2 separate regions of the Zea mays genome follow, and region 2 is linked to region 1. The links are chromatin contacts, called in public Hi-C maps. All regions are on one chromosome and are shown on one strand. Each heading gives the region's core, a stretch centred on a gene start, on an enhancer-like site or on the middle of the called end of the contact. The rest is flanking DNA. Distances are from core to core; before and after follow the strand shown.

Evidence for each region. Hi-C and Micro-C count contacts between places; a contact is called where the count stands out from the background.
Region 2: a contact with region 1 is called in a Hi-C map of ear, with 2.0 times the contacts expected there. The contact joins the promoter of LOC100383068 here to the promoter of LOC541877 in region 1. A contact is called at or near these places in 2 of 25 Hi-C or Micro-C datasets (ear and leaf).

Annotation. Positions count from the first base shown.
Region 1 is chr5:136,228,586-136,233,967 of Zm-B73-REFERENCE-NAM-5.0, forward strand. LOC541877 (sucrose export defective 1) reads left to right here and starts at 1,860. Exons shown (of 10, transcript NM_001111545.1): 1 at 1,860-2,068; 2 at 2,568-2,812; 3 at 4,159-4,238; 4 at 5,173-5,249. The coding sequence starts at 1,860.
Region 2 is chr5:136,507,890-136,513,816 of Zm-B73-REFERENCE-NAM-5.0, forward strand. LOC100383068 reads right to left here and starts at 3,604. Exons shown (of 4, transcript NM_001175741.1): 1 at 3,396-3,604; 2 at 2,385-3,304; 3 at 1,397-1,528; 4 at 904-1,232. The coding sequence starts at 2,525. The coding sequence ends at 1,047.

The sequences.
Region 1 (5,382 bases), core at 610-3,109:
ATATGTCTCATAATATTATTAATTAAATATGTTCTAATTAAAATAAACTTCATGTAACAAATTTTAAGCTAAAATTAGTTATCACTTGTTCTTTTTATCCTAGCTTATTAATGTATTGATTATTATTTACATGATGAATTATTTTTTATGTTGATGTTAGTGGGTATGGGAAACCCACTGGGTACTCGAAACCCGCATGGGTATGGGTTTGGGCAACATTTTATACCCGTCATGGATATAAGTTTTTTAGCGGGCGTATTTTTTCTTCACAAGTATGGGTTTGGACAAGTAATACCGAACGAATTTTTACCCGTTGTCATCTCTACCCCTGACCGCTACGACCCAAACAGAAGTGAGCATGCGCGTGGACGTGGGATTGGCTGTCAAGTGTGGGAGTGAAGCTAGGCCGCACAGTTCTGAGGGGGTAACGTGGGCCGAAGAAGGGGAGAAATGACCCATTAGCACAGGCAAGCTCTTCATTTTATTTTATTTTATTTTCATTTCTATTTTCTATTTCCTTTTTAGTTCCCAAATTCAAATTTCAAGTTTGAATTTAAATCTGGTGCTAAAATTCAAACTTAATTTAAATGCACAACAAAACAAACCTTTACATGAGATGCAATAATCTTATTTTATTTGATATTCTTTATCTACTTATTTAATTATTTATTTCCTGACTAAAAATGCCAATAATTATGAAAAATAAGAAATGATTCACAATAAAAATATATTATTTACATAAAGGAACATATCTATTTAGTTCTGATCTTTTAGGGAATATTTCTAATTATAAAATTCAACAAAGGATAAATTAGGAACTTTTTGGTTTAATATTTATTAGAAAACATATTCGCTTTAGGGGATGCAACTTCAAAGGTATGAGGATTTTGTTAAATGATATTTTAAAACCTTATTTTACTAAATTTTAATAATAAGATTTTACATGTTACACGTCGCTAGCCCCTCCACCTCCTCTCACCTTTCTAGGACCAGCGTTAGCACAGATTAATTAAACTAGTTATAAAACTAATTACAAAGATAAAGACTAAACAATAATATAAGTCTAACAAGTCTAATTAGTCCACGATTCAATAATGTAGGGCTACAGTAAATATTTACTAATTATGGATTAATTAGAGTCTTATGGTTTAATCTTTACCTATATAATTAATTTTATAATTAGACTATATTTTGTTTGGGATAGCTCCAGCTTTAGAAATTTGGTGTAGTTGGTTGAGTAAGGTCCTGTTTAGGACAACTCCAGCTCCAGAAAAAAACGGTGGAGTTGGTGAAGAAGGTCATTAGGTGCTCCAGAAAATTGTGGAGCTGGAGCTGTAAGCTTTTAAAAAAAATAGATAAGTTATTTTATTTATTATTTAGATCTATTTTTTTAAAATCCATTTAAATTGATATTATAAACTACAGCTCCACACTGGAGCTAGAACTTGGCGCCATCCTAAACACCCCCTAAGTCATTAGGGCATGTTTAGTATAACTTTAGAGTAGACCTCTAGAAAGGAGCTGGCAAAAGACTGCCAAACACTCGAACTCTAAAGTTATAACTCCATGATGTTTTTATAGTTATAGTACAATTTTTTAAAGTACAACTTTTGCTGCTCCAGAAAACCTAAAAAACAACATAAACGTGGAGTTTAGAATCCAAACACCCCTAATTTTGACGCGCTCATTGGTCCCCAGCCCGCCACGGAGGCTGCAGATATCGGAGCCGGTGCACTCATCCATTGCAAGTACGAGCCACGTGGCGCACGCTTTGTGACACGAGGCCACGAAACCAAACAAAGAAAAACCCGTGGGCCGTGGTCACTCCGTCCGCACGGCGACTGGACTATACTGCTACCATGAACCTCGCCGTCGCAGCCGCACTGCCGTCCGTGACGCCACGTACCGGCGTCGTGCTCCCACGGAGCAGTCGCCGACACTGCCCCCGCGGGGTCGTCCCACGCGCGGCCTCGAGCTCCGTTTCCTCCTTTACCTCCCCCTCAGCAGCGGCGGCGCCCATCTACACGCCCACGCCGCAGGACCGGTCTCTCCGGACGCCGCATAGCGGGTAAGAGCCACGCGTCTCGGGATTTTGAGATTCGGTAGTGTTCATGGAGTCTATGGGGAGTCAGGATGGCGTTTGGTTCGAAGAATGAGTAGTCAATCATTTCTGGCTCCATTTTTTTTTCGTTTGGTTTGTAGAGTAGAATGAGTTGATCCGTTATCAGCTCACTCCTCACCAGCTAATAACTAGTGCTAGAATCATTTCACCATATTTTTATTATAGAACTGAACTCACGATGCACAACCTTATCTAGAATGGTTTGATTCCTGAAACCAAACAACCTAAAGTTGATTGAATTAGTGACACATCGTCACATTTGTTTGGTATTTAGGGCATGAATGCGGTCATTTCAGAGCTCCAACTCACTGTTCACGCCCATTCAACAGGCTCAGATTATTCACAATGCTGCTATTTTGTTACCCTCATTCCTGTTACACGTTGCCACGACCAAGTGCTAAAAGCCTGAGACAAACTACTTAAATATAGCTGGACAATTTTGCAGGTACCACTTTGATGGCACGGCTCGACCTTTCTTTGAAGGATGGTACTTCAAGGTGTCGATTCCAGAGTGCAGGCAGAGTTTCTGCTTTATGTACTCTGTTGAGAACCCTCTCTTCCGTGATGGTATGAGTGATTTGGACAAGTTGTTATATCGCCCACGCTTTACTGGTGTGGGAGCACAAATCCTTGGTGCGGACGATAAGTACATATGCCAGTTCTCTGAGAAATCAAACAATTTTTGGGGAAGTAAGCTTCTTGCCCAGTCTCTCTGTCTTTGTTTACTGTTTTATTTTATACTTTGTTGTATGGAAACTCTGTAGCTAGAATTTATAAACAGGTTGGCATGATAAATTCATAGCATGTATAATGTGGTACTGCACTGCAAGTTCATGCAGATTTAAGATTTGCAATGAACTTCATAAAATCAAGTTAGTGCTACTGTTTCTACCCTATTTGAACCAACTAGTATTGTGTCTTGGTGTTTATACATGAAATTTATATCTCTCAGTCCAGTTCCAGCGAAAATGTAGTGCACTGGTAACCACCACAAATTGTAGGTCTTCATGATACTAGTTTTGGATATCCCATGATGTATTCTTATGAGATAATTAGGGCCACTTTAGACATTTGATTGTTTTGCTCCAGTACATTTCCCCTTTTAGTTTATTATGGGTCAAAGCACATTTTATTGAATGTTTAACTACATTTTCCTGCCACAAAATGTTAAGACATTGTACTACAACGTAGATTCTGATTTGAATGTGTAAAACATGGTGAAAATTATATTAATACTATCCATTTGGCAATATCTGTTCATTTTTTAGGAAGCTTTGTTCCACATTTTTTTATTGAGGAAACCTATATTTAGCCATTGAAAAGATGTTGAACAATTGTAGCATGCATTTCGATAGGGGCATACATGTGCATTTCATTAATTTTTCGTAAGTTTGGAGCTCTTGTTTTTGTTCATGATGAGATTGGTCGAACATTATCGAATGGAAGGAGTGTTTACTTGAGACAAAGCTAATCAAAAGTCAAATCTTATGTAGATTAACGGTTACTGAAAATCTTTTATATCAAAGCTAACTATCTATGTCTAAGTACTCTTTCATCTCTGGTTGATTGCACCTTGATGGTATTGACTAAGGGATACTTCCTGGTGGACCAAGGTTCTACTGACTTCTGGTTGAGAGGACTCCCGTGTTTTTGTATATCTTGACAGCTTGCTAGCTTGCTGTTTCTTTATACAAGGTCAACTGCATCTAGGGTGACAATAGGCTCCAAATTTTACACTAACATTTAAGGATCAGATCGGGCTCTATTTCTACTCATTTTTGAACTAAAAATAGTTAAGGGCTCAAACAAATCGTGAAGAAATATTTGGATCACGATCCATTACCACCCCTAACTGCATCCCTCCACGGGCAAAATCGTTACTTTTAATAGGGCATGGTTAATCAGTGCAAAGTAATGAAGTAATAAACTGCATATTAAAAAAATTGGTGCCTTTCAGTTTTTTTATAACAGCTAGTGTTGCTTTCCCATGCACCACTAGTTGTTAAATTCCCAACTAATGAGCTGCATTTGGATAGGTAGGCATGAACTAATGCTGGGAAACACTTTCATTTCCAATAAAGAGTCAACCCCACCGCAAGGGGAGGTGCCCCCTCAGGTAGATGTTTTATGGCTCTTATGTCTTCTTTTGAAATCTAAGGACTCATAACATGATATGAAGTACTTTGCACTACCTAGAGCTCCTTACTGAACCACAAAACACATTGGATGGCATGTCCTTAGCTACTTCATATCTGTCTATCAAGGGGTACAGTAGCCATTAGGGAATCATTGTTTGTTTGTTATAATTTAACTTGGAAGTTGTCGAAGTGCTATATCTTTGATTTTGATAATTGTATTGGCTACATATGCTTATATAAACATCTTGTTTACTTTTAAGTACAAAAAGTATGATATCATTCATGCTTCAATGCCATTCATTTTATTTTTTGGATGAAGATACTTTCAGGAACACGTGTCTCCAATTTAAGTATTGATTCTATCCATTAAGGCAAAAGGGCCTCTAACTAAGTTGGTTAGGTGGTCTGAGTAGAACTCCTCAGGTCCTGAGTTCGACTCCCCGTGGGAGCGAACTTTAGGTTGAGGTTAAAAAAATTCCCTCATCTGGCCCACGCCAAAGCACAAGTCTAAGGCCTGGTCCTGGTCGCAGTCGTTCTCACGTGGGCTAAGGTGCCGCCGTGTATGGGTGGGACAGGGGTTCGGGAGTTTTCTCGATCTGTGTGAGGTCTTATTCTTAATGAAATGTCCGGGGGCTGTCTTATCCCCCGTAGGTCGAGTTTTTTTATGCTGTCCATTAAGTATCCTTTGTCCAAAAAAAAGTTCCTTGCAAAGATGGGTTTCCATTGATATGTACAATTGTCAATTGTGATCCTTCAATATCACTATATTTCAATTAAATAATGACCAGGGAATATGAAATTTCCTGTTCTCTTGTTTGTACATGATATTTGATAGTCTGCTGGTTTATTGTTTTATTCTATCAAATTTTTTAACATGTAAAAGGGTTCTCACTGGATACTCAGCGGTTGTAGGATTTCTCTAGGCGTGTTTTGGAAGGGTTCCAAGTCACCCCAATATGGCATCAAGGTTTCATACGTGATGATGGAAGGCATGTGATATCTCATCTTATAAACTATAATGGAAGGCATCAAGGTTTTCTATTATTAGGCTGCTTAAATAGAACTGCAATAACAGTTGCTTAACATTTGTGATTGTGGCTCTTCTTTGTTAACATTTGTATA
Region 2 (5,927 bases), core at 2,354-4,853, 280 kb after region 1:
CTGTCAGGTCACCTTGGTAGTTATCAATGGGGAGTAATGATCTCTAGGCATAACGGGAATCACGACTCGTAGGTAAAGTGTGCGACCTCTGCAGAGTGTAAGAAACTGGTATATCAGTCGTGCTCACGGTTAAGAGCAGTCTTGGGATCCTCTTTGATTAGAACTTTGGATGCTTTTATGATTATGGTTAATGATGACAAGTATAACTCTAATCTCTGGTATTTCCTTTTGTAGGGAGTACTTTTGGGTAATAACTGGGTTGATTGCTAAAACATGGCTTTACTACTAGGTAATAAATACCCGACCAACTAAAAGCAACTGCCTAACCTTAACTCCACATACAGCTAGCCCACTTTAGCCAAACGGGACATTTGCTGAGTACATTGATGTGTACTCACCCTTGCTTTAAAAACCACCCCACCTCAGGTTGTCCCCCACTGTATTCAGTGCTCGGGAGAAGATACAAGCAACATGGAGGACTTTGAGAAGTTACAGGACTACGACGAATTTTAGTTATGTTAGTGGCAAACCCACAGTCAGCTGCCTGTGAAGATCGTATCTGCTACGTTTTGTATTCCACACTTTGATAATATTAATGACACTGTTTTGTTAATGACTGTGAATGTCTTGAACATCTTTATGTGATAAAATACATTTTCGCTATTTATTTTGAGCAATTTGTGATAATGTCTAATTATATAATCGATGTGTACGTGGGTTTCTGATCCTGACACATACATGGTTCGCATTCGGTTTGCCTTCCAAAATCGGGTGTGACATACAACTAGTTCGATGATAGAGTACACATTACAAAGTTTTGACTTCTAGTTGTTCGCTTCGGATTAAAGCCAACTGTTTGAGCTGCTGCAGCTACAATCCATAGAGACAAAACACTATTGAGCTAGTAGAAGCCTGTATGAATTATAGCCAAATGAACAGGCTTTTGGTTAAACTGAAAGTCACGATCAAAGTATCATGCATCCAAACTGTAATTTGCATCCTAACCATTTGTGAGCATCTACCAGGTCCAGCACATGAATTCTACATCATTTGCCTGGCCACCACCATTTCCTTGGAGCCGGTGGAGGTGTAAGGATGTCTAGCATGGTCTCCTTCTCCCTTGGAGTCAGTGGTACCCCTCGGACCAGGTTCAGAGCCATAATGTGAACATTTGTCCTTTGCCTATGCCTTTGGTAAGCCCAGATTCCAGCTGCTATACCACCAACAATGACCTGTACATGATGAACTCAATCAGAAATCTCAGATTCAGATTAGCAGATTTCAGGGAATTTGATGAGTCGCTAGCTCCTGAGGAGTAGCACATGCCATACAGTTATGTATAATAAATGGAAGCATGTACAAAATGAATAAATGATAGATTCTTATTAGGCCTTACAGGCGAAAGCCAAATCCCAGCAGTCTGAAGATCAAATTTAGGGGCATATAGTACTGTCTCCCCATAATCATCCTCTAGTTTCTTGTAGATCTCTTTATCACTCTTTCCTGCTTTTATTTCATCACGAATGAGCTGCAAAATGTAATATTGTTACTGTCTAACAGAAAATATCACAGTAAATGTCAATTTAGCATTACTACTGAATGCTTCTCTTTTCCTGGTTGCCATACATTTAATAAATATATATATATACACAAATACAGGAGAGGAAGAAAAAGAAGCTCATATAGCGCTTAACATCTGGTAACACTATCATGGAACCTAGTTGTCAAAACTGTAGTTGCAGAAAAAATCGCAAAACCTAAGCGCTAATATTTACAAAACAGGAGTCGACAGGTGCTTCAGATATCAGGAATCCAAAGTTCTAAGACATTACTTGTAATGGATACAGTACCACTGTATAAAATGCGATGGCATGTGATTTGTGATGACAATTATCAAAAGCAAATGATTAAGCAAAACATATCCCATCTGAAAAATCCACAAATTTAATAGCTACATCATTCCAATTTCTATCAAATCAGCATCTGTTCATGCACCGAAATCTCAGAAGTAAACTTATGACAGTATCATGCCTGATAAACTTTACATGACTAAAAATAGTCCAGCTAACAACAGTTTTATGTCCACCAAGAAGAGAGGTTAACTCAGCTATTCGAGGTAAAAGAACAGACAATTATGGAAACAAGAGATGTACCAAATAACACATGTGCATTGAGCTATAATGAGTAGTGTGAAAACTAAAAAAACGATATCAAAGATGTAACTCTTCCTTTGCTTCAGAGCAGTGGTTGAAAAGTCGCAACAAAACACAGAAACGAATACATAGATATATCAGCAAATCTGACTTATCCAGCAAGAGAATGGCAAAAAAAAACTGTTACAATGAGTCCTGTAAACAAGTCATTCAAGTTTAAAAAGTTAGTACCTTCCTAAGGAGAATAGCAACATCAGCCTGTGAATCTTCAATCGATTGGCTACCACACTCAGTGCACCTAACATTGTGGCTTATATTTCTGGCACGATTTTCAATGATCTGCCTCTGCTTGACATCTTCCTCAGCTGCCATGGTAAAATTCAATGTAATTGATCTGTATTACAGCAGTCAGTTAACAAGGAATAGAACCTGAAAGCAAAGAAAGCAAACAGGTGAAGTAATAGCTAATAACTTGTGAGGTGGGTATATGACATGACAACAGTTGCACATAAACAAATTGCACCATCTCTGGTTCAAAAAGAGCAGTCAACTAAACTGTTGACCAGGAATACCAAACAATGTAACCTAATCACCTATCCTATAAATAAATGACTAATAAAGTTTAAAGATTATAAGGTAAGTTTTCGATCCTTCATATTTTGAAAACGAGCGATGATGACTTTATCCTTGCAAAAAGAATTCTCTTTCAGTAAATTATAAGACAAGTTTCAACCACAGTTACAACGCGGATCACTGCATATAAAAATAGCAGCACATCAAATGCATAATAGTGAACTTTGTAAATATAAACTATAAAAATAACAGTGAAATAAAATATGCATAATAGTGAACTTTGCTAAGATTTAGGCAATTTGTGATATAAATTATAGAGTATAAATATAACTAATATATTAATCAGAAAAAATGTGCATAACAGTGAACTTTGTTGAGGCATAAAAGCTTACAAGCAAGAGTAAATGAAGTAAGCCGAGAAGAGAGGATTCTTGAATTGGAGCAAGCAGCCAAGCAGAAGCAGGTTCAGTCTTCACGTTTCACTGGTTTAGAGCAGAACAGTTGCAAGCTCCGGCAAGCTGCTAGGGGCAAGCACACTGCACACAGCTCCAATTATCCAGTAATTCGAAGTGCACTTGCTAGAGGTAGTAATGGCAAAATTTTGCATTACAACGTTCTATCTTTGAGTGCCGTACTAAATTAACTCTGATGTAAAATGAATTGTCTTACTTGTGAATTTTATTGTCGATAGAAACACATGGCGCGCTTGGAGGCCAAAGCAGCAGAGCCCAGAGCTGGACAGAGCAAATCAATTTCGGCCTCCGACAAGCTGGGCGAGGGGCGAGGGAGAGGTCTGCGAGCGACGGGCACCGGTGAATCGGCGATGCGCGCGACGGGTAGGAAGGCAGGAGCACGGCTTGCGGCGTGCGGGGCGGAAGGCTGGACGGGGACGGCTGCTTCCTTGTTCCAGACTTCCCAGCAACGCGGCTAGGGCAGGTGCACGCTGGCCGCATGGGCTAAGGCCGGCGCAAAATGCAGCTGGACCACCACTTACCAGCATACCGGCCCATTAGGCACATCAGGCCCTAGACGGAGGCTGATTTAGCCCAAATAAGCGAATACGAAAAAATCATATTTGATGTGTGACTTTAGAAATCTAATTGGATGAAGAGTTGTATTGTTGTCACGAATTCGTACCTGACGCGATCGTAATAGTGGTGCAGCTCGCTGCGCTCGTGCTCCAGCTCCCTCACCATTCTTAGGGGTGTTTAGTTTCTATGAACTAATTTTTAGTCTCTCCACTTAATTTCTTTTTAGTCCCTAAATTACTAAATATAGAAACTAAAACTCTATTTTAGTTTCCCTATTTAACAATTTATGAATTAAAATGGAATTAAGTGGAGGGACTAAAGTTTAGTCCCTATAAACCAAACACCGCCTTAATTGGTGTTTCATTCACTCTCACTTTCACACTAAAACTAAAAAAGGCAAGCAACAGTTTCCTTTTATGTGTGTATATATATAAGTAATTCAAAAGGTGTTATATAGATTGTAGTCGTCTGGTTCTTTATCCAACATATCTAACCATAAAATATGGACAAATAAATGGGGTAATAAAGGTTTGAAGTCTGGACTGAAGGAAAAGTTGTAAAACCCATGCAAGGCGGCGATTTGGTGTAGCGTACGGCGGTGTGATGTGGATGGACACGCGCATAGCAAAGCAAGATTAGGTAAAGAATTCAAAACATGCATTATATGGTATATATTGATCTAGTTGGAAATATTTGTGTAAAAAATAATCCTTCATAGATAGAATAACATATACAATTCAGAAACACACTATTAGCCAGTAACATGTTGAATTCCAACAACTATGAAATGCATGGACAAGAAAGTAAGTCAACACATGTTTAAGCATTAACCAAATAGTTCTGCCATCTGCTTAAGAAATCTATATTCACACACCTGAATAGCATATCCAACCGTATTGGAGAATGCGGTTATACGGACATCTTTCCCTTGCTGCTCTATCTACACTAAAAACAAGATTTGCAGAAAATCCACCAAGAGAAGCTCGATTAAATTGAAATCTTCACTTCCACTAATAAATATATGGACATATTTAGCCTGCAAATTGGAAGACAAAAGCTATAATCAAGTACCTCAGCAGAAACAGGAAATGATTCACCATAATTGCAGAAAAATGCATTGTATAATGAGATATCAACTCAAACAAACAACGTAGAGAATATAGTTGGGCTAAGACAGATGTTGCATATAGAAGTTCATTATATAAATTTTCAGTTGTGATAGGGAGGAAAAAACAAAACATAAACCTTTGGAAATATTACTTACCTTGTATGCGCCTTGGTGATAGTCACCTATAGGGGGTGAATAAGTGACACCTGAAATCACAATTTTAAAAACTAACTTGATCTAAATTATATACAAATACATATCAAATTAGAGTAAGAAGGAAGAGAAATTCTTTCACTAGATTGCCCTTTTAGATGCAGAATTAACTTAGAGCAATATCACAAGTGAAATCAAGAAATTAGAATAACATAGGAAGAATGAATCGCAAGCAAAGTGAAGCACACAAGACACGCTGATTTTTACCGTGTTTCGACCAAGCCCCAAATGCTTGCTAACATCCACGTTGTGGTGTCCGAAAGGACGAGGATTGTAACCAACCCTTCTCAAGTAATCCAATGGTCAATTTGAGGCCACGAGTTGTCGAGGATAAGATCCCCGGTCCCTAGGACCCATTGGTCAATGAGCACGATAGGGAAAAGTCTCTGGCAGTTGTGGCCCGTCGATCGACTGGAGGAGAGGAGAAACGTCTACCCTGGAAGCAGCCACCCTTGTACGAACCCTGCAGCACCGAGCCTGGGGTCGGGCGTGGCAGTGCTAGACAATGGGGGCCTAGTGAACCGAAAGGAAAACACTCGAGTGGATCCCTTGCCCGGCCCGAGACCGACCCATCATATAGTGACTGGCCACATTAACTACGCCTAGCGCCAAGCCACAGAAGAGGCATCGGTCCGCCTCCCACTCATGGCCTATGAGCCCCTCGGGCTGCAACGCACTCATAGCCTATAAACCCCACGGACTGTGGCGAATTTATGGCCCACGCGCCCCATGGCTTGCGGCACAATCATGACCTATCAGAACTAGGCCTGAGTGCGCAGACCGCTTACAAGGCACAACAAGACAAAGTCGTGCCAAACCCTAGGCTACGGAGGCCAGGGGTCGGTGTAG